Linked DNA regions of Lactuca sativa: region 2 is linked to region 1. Evidence: chromatin contacts called from public Hi-C data. All regions are on one chromosome and are shown on one strand. Each heading gives the region's core, a stretch centred on a gene start, on an enhancer-like site or on the middle of the called end of the contact. The rest is flanking DNA. Distances are from core to core; before and after follow the strand shown. Region 1 holds the start of LOC111920620 (UPF0664 stress-induced protein C29B12.11c). Region 2 holds the start of LOC111920619 (protein LURP-one-related 7).

What was found. A called contact is a pair of places that touch in the nucleus more often than the background predicts.
Region 2: a Hi-C map of leaf shows a contact between it and region 1, with 8 times the contacts expected there. The contact joins the promoter of LOC111920619 here to the promoter of LOC111920620 in region 1. A contact is called at or near these places in 4 of 4 Hi-C or Micro-C datasets (bud, leaf and seed).

The regions. Positions count from the first base shown.
Region 1 is chr8:175,420,074-175,424,987 of Lsat_Salinas_v11, forward strand. LOC111920620 (UPF0664 stress-induced protein C29B12.11c) reads left to right here and starts at 1,952. Exons shown (of 5, transcript XM_023916196.2): 1 at 1,952-2,243; 2 at 2,812-2,923; 3 at 3,049-3,120; 4 at 3,202-3,416; 5 at 3,654-3,893. The coding sequence starts at 2,134. The coding sequence ends at 3,750.
Region 2 is chr8:175,601,946-175,606,859 of Lsat_Salinas_v11, forward strand. It overlaps LOC111920619 (protein LURP-one-related 7), which reads left to right and starts at 2,815. Exons shown (of 3, transcript XM_023916194.2): 1 at 2,815-3,165; 2 at 3,480-3,686; 3 at 4,146-4,360. The coding sequence starts at 2,848. The coding sequence ends at 4,292. It overlaps LOC111920618 (E3 ubiquitin-protein ligase listerin), which reads right to left. Exons shown (of 16, transcript XM_023916192.3): 15 at 4,878-4,914; 16 at 4,402-4,794. The coding sequence ends at 4,567.

The DNA.
Region 1 (4,914 bases), core at 702-3,201:
ATCTTGTGAATTATGTTACTAGTGTGGACTTATGAAATACAGATGTAGATGAAATAGGATACCATATTCCTCAAATAATTTGATGGCTTGAGTGCCTTTATGACTTACATCGACCAATGAATCCTCTGGTTGTGTAGTCAAACCAATGCTCTAAACGATTCATCGGTTGAGTTGATTCTTTCTGATAATCGTGGACTAGTAATTGTGAGAATCGGTTGGGACGAGTATATATGTGTGTAATGTTTTATAAATATCTAAGTTGTGGGATATATCTATATTGTTTGGTAATAGTTGGTTTTGCAGGTTTTATAACTATGGATTATTATCATCATAATATTGTGAGATTGAAAACCTTATGCGTCTCACCAGGTTTCCCACTCTGACTCACTCAAATTATATGTATCACACGTGACAGGGCTAAAGCTGTTGGAACTTTATTAGGATGCAAAATGATTAAGATACAACTTACAATAGTGTTCAGGACCGTTAGGTATTTGTCGTTGTAACATATGTTGTGTATTGATTATGATATCCTTAGGGTTTTAGTTTCAGGGGTTTGCCTAATGTATATGTGATCTTGGTTTCACTAAGATCATGTGTGACTCCTCGTTACCCATCTATCACCAGAGCATCGCATCACATCGATTATCTTATCTTTTATGTGGATAACATTACTCTAATTGCATCCTCGATAAATCTCTTATAACACATCACGGTTATTTGGAGCACCAAGTTCCATATGACAAATCTCGAGGATCTTTTTTTTTGGCATTGTAGTTACTCGGGATCAGACCAACATGTTTCTAACTCAACAAAAATAAGCTTTGGAAATTATATAGTGGGCCAACATGCTAAACTACAAACTAGCTTGCAATTTGATGACACTTCAGCGAAACTGGGTCCCTTATACACACCTGTCGCAAACCCACCAGAGCCTTGTTAGAGGTCTTCAGTACCTTACATTTAATGGGCCCAACATCACCTAAGTAGTTCAAAAGATATGCCTACCAATGTGTGACCTCACGAGCTTCACTATATAACACTCAAACATATTCTTTGATGCATCCATGTCTAAGTAGCCGACAATTTGCATCTTTATGATACTTCCCCTCACAGTCTGAGAACTTATATTGATGCTAATTATGATACTTCCCCTCACAGTTTGAGAACTTATTTTGATGTTAATTAGGTTGGTTACCCTTATACTAGGTGATCTACATTTGTATACTATGTATTTTTTTAGCACAACCTCTTTTCTTGGTCCTCAAAACGACAGGGTATGGACATGCTCCAGTGTTGAAACGGAGTATCAAGGAGTCCTTATTGTTGTAGTAGAAACATATTGTATCAACAACTTACTTCATGAGCTTCAGCAACTACTAAAGCCACTATTGTCTATTGTGAAAATGTCAATATCGTATTTGACCAACAACCCAGTTCAACATGAACAAACGAAAAATGATCATGATATTCATCGAACTGGAATGTTTATAAATTATATTTTACTGCATTTATTGTATTCGACTCTTATAAATGTTCCTGTAAATGTACAAACGCATTTACTTGTTGTATTTTGACTATATAAGCACACTCTCAAAACCTAATGATATATGGTGTTTAAAAACGTGTTCATCCATGAGGTTTGAGAGTTCAAATCCTTTTAGCAAACAAATATTTAAGTTTAGGAGTAAGATTTAGAAGATATGTGATAGTTCTAAAAATAACCAAAAAATATATTTGCCCCGTAATGACAATGACAACTTAGTGGTTGATATAAAATTTCATTTAAATAATTAGGATTTAAATCTAAAATATTGTTAGTGTTTCGAAACTGAATTTTACGTCATAAAAATGGTAGAGTTTGTCATTTTTTTTAATTTTTTTTTATATTTTGTTTTAAACGAGTGATGGTGGAAATTAACCGAGATACAAAATGGAGTAATGGAGTCCCTTCTACCGTTTACTCCAACGGCATGTGGTAACGTCTGGAAAGTCGTAGATTACTCGTACGCGAGGGGAAAACAACAAATAATACACGAACAACACTCTTGTTGCGATATCTGATCACACTTTTGAAAATTTCTCTAAAAATTCAATCGTTTCTCTACCTAAACTCCACGAAGAAGGAGATCGATGGCGCTTAATCCTAATCTGTATGGTAACGGGATGCCCGTAGCGTTCGTCAACGAGATGTTCGTCTTAATTAGAGACGGCGTCGAATTTGAGGTCGACAAGATCCCCGGGTAAGCATCTTTTCAATCCTTTATCAATTTGATTATTTTTCTTTTTCTAAATCCCCACAATCGCCTGCATCAGTTTCGATTTAGGGTTTATCATGTTAGTTTTAGGTTTTAGATTTGTTGTGTTCTTGTGTTTCGTTGATGATGATGTAGATGATCATTTTAATCTTTATGGTAAACTTTGAATACTTCGTAATTGCTTGATGATGGCAACCGATTATCGTACTTTATTATGACTAGTTGCTTGAATCTTCAATTCGCTTCCTTTTAATCGGTTTATTTGGTTTCCTCTACACGATTATCACAAAAGCACAGTGTAAATTCATACATGAATTCACATATTTGCTATTGATGTGTTGAAACATAACAAGCACGAATTTATATGAAATTGGATTTGATCAAATCGTGAGAGTTAACACAAGCAACAATCTACATGAAATTGGAAGTTGTATCAATGGAACAGCGACTGATGGACAAAATTTGTAACTTTTTGTGGATGTGACAAGGTTACAAAAGACATGAATGCCCTCAATGGTTAAGCTAAGTGTTGTTTTATACTATGTATCTTCAGGGCACCTGGTGGAATGGGGAAAGCAAAGGGGAAAATCTATTTGTCAAATGTCCGGATGGTGTTTGTTGCTGATAAACCTACAAACAATTTTATTGCTTTTGATATGCCTCTGGTGAGTAAACTCACATAGTCACATTTTTCCTTTAAATTTTACTCTTATAAACTTATATATAACAGTCAGTCACAGTCACAGTCTGAGTCACAGTTTAAGTCAATTTGACTTTGTTTTTGGTGCAGCTTTATGTACATGGAGAAAAATTCAACCAACCGATTTTCCACTGCAACAATATATCGGGACTTGTGGAGCCTGTAAGTGGATGATGACATGTCATTATACGTAATCAAATCCGATTGATTATTTAATGTAATAATAATTATGTTGAATTGTAGGTAGTCCCAGATGATCAACATCGTGCATTGTACTCCACTCACACTTTCAAGATTTTATTCAAGGAAGGAGGTTGTGGGACATTTGTGCCTTTATTTTTCAACTTGATAAAATCCGTGCGACAATATAATCAACAATTTGGTGGCCCAACTGAGCCCCGTGCCCCTGATCCTTTAAGAGCCGCTCAAACTCCTGTTGACGAAATGATGAGACACGCGTAAGTACCATTCTATATTAGACACAGACACATTTAGCCTAAATGTGTCTGATCCTCATACATATTTTATGTATGAGGCACAATGTCAAATACATTGTGCCTGACACATATTTATGTGTCAGGTGTCGGGCACATCAAAACATTTGATGTGCCTGATGGATAGTAAGTATATATTATGCACAGAATGCATGATACATATAACATGTATGTAAGTAATATGCGTTTTGTTTTGAGCAGATATGTTGATCCGAATGATCCGACAAGAATCTTTCTACAGCAGCCGAACTCAGAATCACAGCTCAGACGCCGAACATATAATCCTCAGACTGAATGAAATATGGATTTTAAAAAATGAAACTCTTTGAATATTTTAGTAATCTTTACTTGTGAAGTTCTTGTGTACATGAGATCTCTAGCTCTTTGTGTATTGATATATTGCACTTTGGTAACTAAATGGCTTGTACTGTTTCTTTTAAATCGGTTTAGGGTTTTCTTTTTTGTTTTTATAAAATCCCTCAACTGTTATCGTTTTGCATACTAGTCCTTTCACTTTCAATTCTTACATACTTGACCTTGTATGTAAGAAGTAGATCTATTGTCTTTATGATAAGATGTTTGATACAACCACAAAAGGATTATATGCTGTTAAAGTTCTAAAATCCACAATAAGAGACCAACCTTGTAGCTATCATCTACAGTTTCACACGTATTGGCATGATCAGAATGCTACAGTACGATTATATTTTCACACATTTAGGCTAAAGTTTAAAAAGATGAAAGATAATTAATTCCTTAGTTATGTAATTAAATGGATATTAAATGGGAAGAATTTAAAGGTACAAAACCCTAACTCAAGTCCTTTTGGATGTCTTTGTTAACCAAGGAAGGAAAAGGAAGATGATTTGTTCGACTTTAAGATACTTGATCACTGTGGTTGCATCAAGGTTTGAGAATATTTTTGTACATCAAGAGAAAATTCAATTCCCACTGTTTGGATATAAAAACTCTAATTAGGCCATGAGGTATATCACCTTACAGTGTGCAGTGAGGCCAGGTGACACTCCGGGTACAGTAACACCACTGCTCTTGGTGCACGGTGAGGTCCTCCATTCGGTAAAAAACAACCATTATATATATATATATATATATATATATATATATATATATATATATATATATATATATATATATATATATATATATATATATATATATATATATATATATATTCTAATAAAAGAATAGTTTTATTCTCCTTTTGACATGTGTCAATTTATTAGGCCTTATAATTAATGCATATGTTATTCTTTTTTTGCCATGTGTCACCCTATTATGTCTTCTAATTAATACATGCCACTTGTCAACCTATTGATTCTTCATTTTAAATTTCAAAATTTAAATTTCCCACTTTAATTACATTAAAATAGTAACATTAGAATAAAAATTAAAATAAAATTAATACAAATTATAAAGTAATATAATTTCACATATTTATTTA
Region 2 (4,914 bases), core at 1,565-4,064, 180 kb after region 1:
TGTGCAGTTTTGTCAAAAATAAAAGTAATACACGAATGGTTCTTATGGTTTTGGAAATTTGTGTATTTGGTCTTTAACTTATTTTTGTAAGACAAAACTGCAAATTTGGTCCTTGTGGTTTGCAAAAAATTTTGGATGGGGTCCAAAAAGTTTTCGGCTTGCATAGAAGGTCCAAAATTAAGGTTTTTCTGGGTTTTTGGTCCTAAACTTAACAACTTTTTGTATTTTTGGTCCATGGAGCCCTTGAATTGACTATTTTGCCCTTTAAAATTCTTTTTTGTATTTTTTATATTTTTATTTTATAAATATTAATGCAAAAAAGGAATTAAGTTGGCTCACCTTATCTCTCTCTCTCTCGTTCTCTCTCTCTCTCTGTGTGTGTGTGTGTGTGTGTGTGTGTGCAAATGGAGGGGCTAGATGTCTTTAATGGCTCAAACTTAGGTGGATTAGGGCTTCTCATGGAGGCAAACACGATTTGGATTTGGTGGCTGCTGATTTTTCGTCAAGACCTCCAGTGGTTCTCTCGGTGGTGCTGGTCGAAGGTGGCACCGACAATGGAGAAGAAAGAATTGATAATGGTCGGAATAACAATAACAGCAGCATGTGGTGGCAGCGAGTGGTGGTGGATGGCTTGCGATGCTAGCTCTGTTGACTCTTCTTTCTATTGTCCAGAAGCACATGACGGGGAAAGGAAAGGGTGGAAGCAACAACTGTTTGACAAGATAGGAAAGGTTTGGGTGGAGGGTTGATCGATGAAAATAGTGGGTGCTTGGCTGATTTAGTCGACGGAAAAAGGAGTGTGGTCTGATCACATGTTTTCTTTTTATTCTTATTCTTCTTTTTTCGTTTTGTAACAACCTGATGAATGGTAAAGGGTTTTTGAGCCTCATTGTCTCGCTGGATGCTGCTCCATCTCCAGAGAAGCGTGACAGAAATCAAGAAGAAAACGAAGGGAGAAGTTGAAGATGTTGGTCAATTGCAAAGAGGGAGAAATCATCTCTTGTTCCCGTCTTTATTTGATTTGGAATGAAAGGGGCATGATTGAAATAAGGGAAGAACGAATGGAAGGAAACAATCGGGGTGGATCGATCGTTATTCACAGGAAGAGGGGGGATGCCATGGCGGTCTGCTATGGGTTGAAACAACAACTTTGGTTGTTTGCTGCTGCTTCTTTCTTTTTCTTTTTTTATTATCAGATAAGAGAGAGAGAGAGAGAGAGAGAGAGAGAGAGAGAGAAAGAGATAGGGGTGTCGGTAGGGGTGGAGTGGAGGTCTATCCCCTTTGTTTTTTATTTTTATTTCATTAAGTATTAAAATAAATAAGAAAAGAAAATACAAAAGTGAAATTAAAGGGTAAATAGGTGATTTTAAATTTTTTGGACCAAAAACCTAGAAAAACCTTGATTTTGGACCTTCTGTGCAAGCTGAAAACTTTTTGGACCCCATCCAAAGATTTTTGCAAACCACAAGGACCAAATTTGCAGTTTTGTCTTTTTGTAACTCAGATGGTCCATACTGTTTATTTTTGTTGTGCGTTTGGTCCATGTTTTATCTAAAAAGACTATTGTGCCCTTATTTTTATTTTTTTTAATTCAATTTCTTATTTATGTATTTATTTTTTATATATATTTAAAAAAAATTAGTGGACTCCACACACCTGTATCTCACTCTAAACCTAAAACAACATTTGAAAATTTTAATCTAAATCTTATCGGTCAACATCCCATCTTTCATCCTCCTCAACTTCTTTCTACCTTTTAATGACATCGACGTTTTCATCGTCCCTTCTTTTTTCGGTCATTCAACTCCAATGAATCAACACCACAACCCATTATCTCTTCATCGAATTTTTCACCACCACAATCCAATGCATCACAATCCTTGCAGGAAAAGAAAATTGATACCAGAAAGAAAAAATAAAGAACTATATAAATTGAAAACCATAAGTTAAATTGCAAATCAAAGCCTGAAACTCTATATACAATATTTGAAGCTTTAATTCATCAAACTGTGTGTTTTTTTTATATTATTGGTCTTAATTTTTAATACTTTTAGTCTCTAGTAAATTTAAATTTTTATATTTAATATCTTACACAATAAAATTCTGTAAAATGACCATGTGTTTTTTTCCATGTCAAATCTAAAGTTTTTTTTTTTTTACCAAAGTAGTGTATTTTAAAAAGATATTTACCAAAATGATGTGATTTTAAAATATTTTACCATTTAGGTTAAATTTTATACAAAATCAAAATTAAAAGATAAAATAAAAAAGAAAAGAAATTGATTTATTAAAGTAATTAACTTTTTGGTTTGTTCACATTTGGATAATTTATTTTTTTGTACACATCTAGGTAACGAACTTTTTGGAAGTGTTCACATATGATCATTATGACTAAATGTAACTTGTTACAGCCGATCATAATGGTTATATGTGAACACTTCTAAAAAGTTCGTTATCTAAACGTGTACAAAAAAAAATTATCCAGATGTAAACAAACCGAAAAGTTAATTACCTAAATAAGTCAATTTCGCTTTTTTAAACAAATTTGAAACTCAATTACCTTCGAAAATCATTTTTCTAAGGTTTATAAGATCATTAAACATATTTTCGGCTCACTCGTGTATAATAATTTCCTTTATACATAATACTTTACATTTTAAAATATTGTATGTATAATTTTATAATGCATAAATTATTATATATATATATATATATATATATATATATATATATATATATATATATATATATATATATATATATATATATATATAACTATTATACATTTAGAAAAATTCATATACATACGTGTATATAATTAGAGATGTTCATACATCATATGAGTTCATGACAAATGGAGTAGCATTCAAGCAATCAAACTACAGAAAAACGAAAATCAAATCTCACTTACCAATGGATCATGCTCAAGGATCCTATCAACCCAACTCAGATGGCATCCCAACAGATCTATTCGTCTCCAAGAAGAAGAAGCCACACAATACAATCACTACCTCCAACGCTGCCAATCTCAGATTCACCGATTCTTCTGCAAATTTAGTCTTCTCCGTTGATCCTCCTCCTCCATCGAACACTCCTACCCCGTTTCTTAAACGCCTACTTGCTGATTCTTCTGGAAATCCCCTCATTTCAATTGCTCGTAACCAGGTTAGCTCTCTTCTCTCTCCGGATTCTAAATCTGAATCATTGATATCGTCGTTTGATTGATTGTCGGTTTTCGTGTCTCCTTTGCTTAGTGTAGAATCATTCTGCACTTTCCAATAAAGCTAAATTGGATCAATTCATCCAATTCCCTTGATTTTTTATGAGATTAAATTATTTTAAATCAAGTGATCTTCGATTCTTATCCTGGTGGTTAGCAAATTGAGTAACGAAGATTTGGGTCTGGATCAAGAAACTAATAATTGAGTAATTGACTCAAAATAGTCTTCAATCTCAATCCCTAATTTTTTGTTTTGCAGAAATCGACATGGCAGGGTTTTAGGAAGGATGGTATTGAAGAGAAGGATTTGATGTTTAGAGTGGAGAGAACAAGGAATAAGCTTACGAAACTAGAGTTTCAAGTGTTTGTTAGTAATGGAAACCCTTACAAGTCTGATTTCAAGATGAGAGGTTCACCCTTTCATAGATCCTGCACCATTTATAAGGGCGACTCCATAGTAGCACAGGTACTTTTCACACAATATATTAGTATTAGGTTTCAGAATTGGACATGGTTTATGAGTAATTACTACTTTCATTTAACAATTTCATTCACACTTGCTTATTATTTAAAGAAAATGTTTCAAATATATTGCCAAGTCATGAGTACTTTGAAGAATTTGAAAAATCTACCAGACTTATAGCAGTAAAAGTTGTCTTGTATATGACTTCACTATAATTGAGTAAATTTTTCAAACTAAAATGTTGTAACAGGAAGAAATGAAAGTAGAAATGCTATAATAATAAACAAATTCTTGAGAACTATGTCTAAGACATGTAATAAATCGCAACATACTTTCATATAGTATTTGTTTATTAGAGCATTTTACTTTCATTTCGTCCTTTCACATAATTGCACTTTAAAAATTATATATATATACTAGAAAAATGTTATAAATGAAAATTGTTTTTTTTTTTTTATGCAGACTAGTCTTATGTACAAGCTTGGGATCCAAAATGTAGTGGTGCCAAGAAATAGATTCCGAGTAACAATATTTCCAGGATATGCGGATAATGATTTTATTGTAGCTTTGATTGTAATATTTTTCTATGGTAGAAAATTATGGATTTAAATATAAATGCATAAATTACACATTCTTGTATATATGTCAATTGAGTAAAATTATTTATTATATATCAAGGGTATTTTATCCATCGAATAGAAATGGTAAAAAATTTAGATGATGGAACCAAAAACACCATAATGAGAATCATTTCAACAACTCAAATTCAAATTCAAAAATGTGAAACAAACAAGAAGTCCAAAACCCTAATTACAAAAGTAAGCTTTCTAAAAAACAAAACTCTCGTATAACTTATAAAAACTAATGAAAATTAATATAATGATCAAAATGGAGATTGACACAATGGGCAATTAGATTTGTGAGAAGTGGAGAACCACTTGTACAAACAAGCAGAATGGAACTTATGCTTGCATGTCCTACAAGCAAGTCGAGGAAGACTATGATTTGCTGTATGAATCACACTGTAACATATTGGGCATTCTTCTACACCCTCAAACTCCTTGTCAAAATTGCTTTTCCATATTCCAATTGCTTCTGCTAACGCTCCATTCTACACATACATTTATATAACAACAAAATTACTTATCTACCCTTGAGAAAGTCGGAAAAAAACAATGTGGTGTAACAGCTTACTTGATTACGAACGAATGACATCATTGAAAGCAACCAT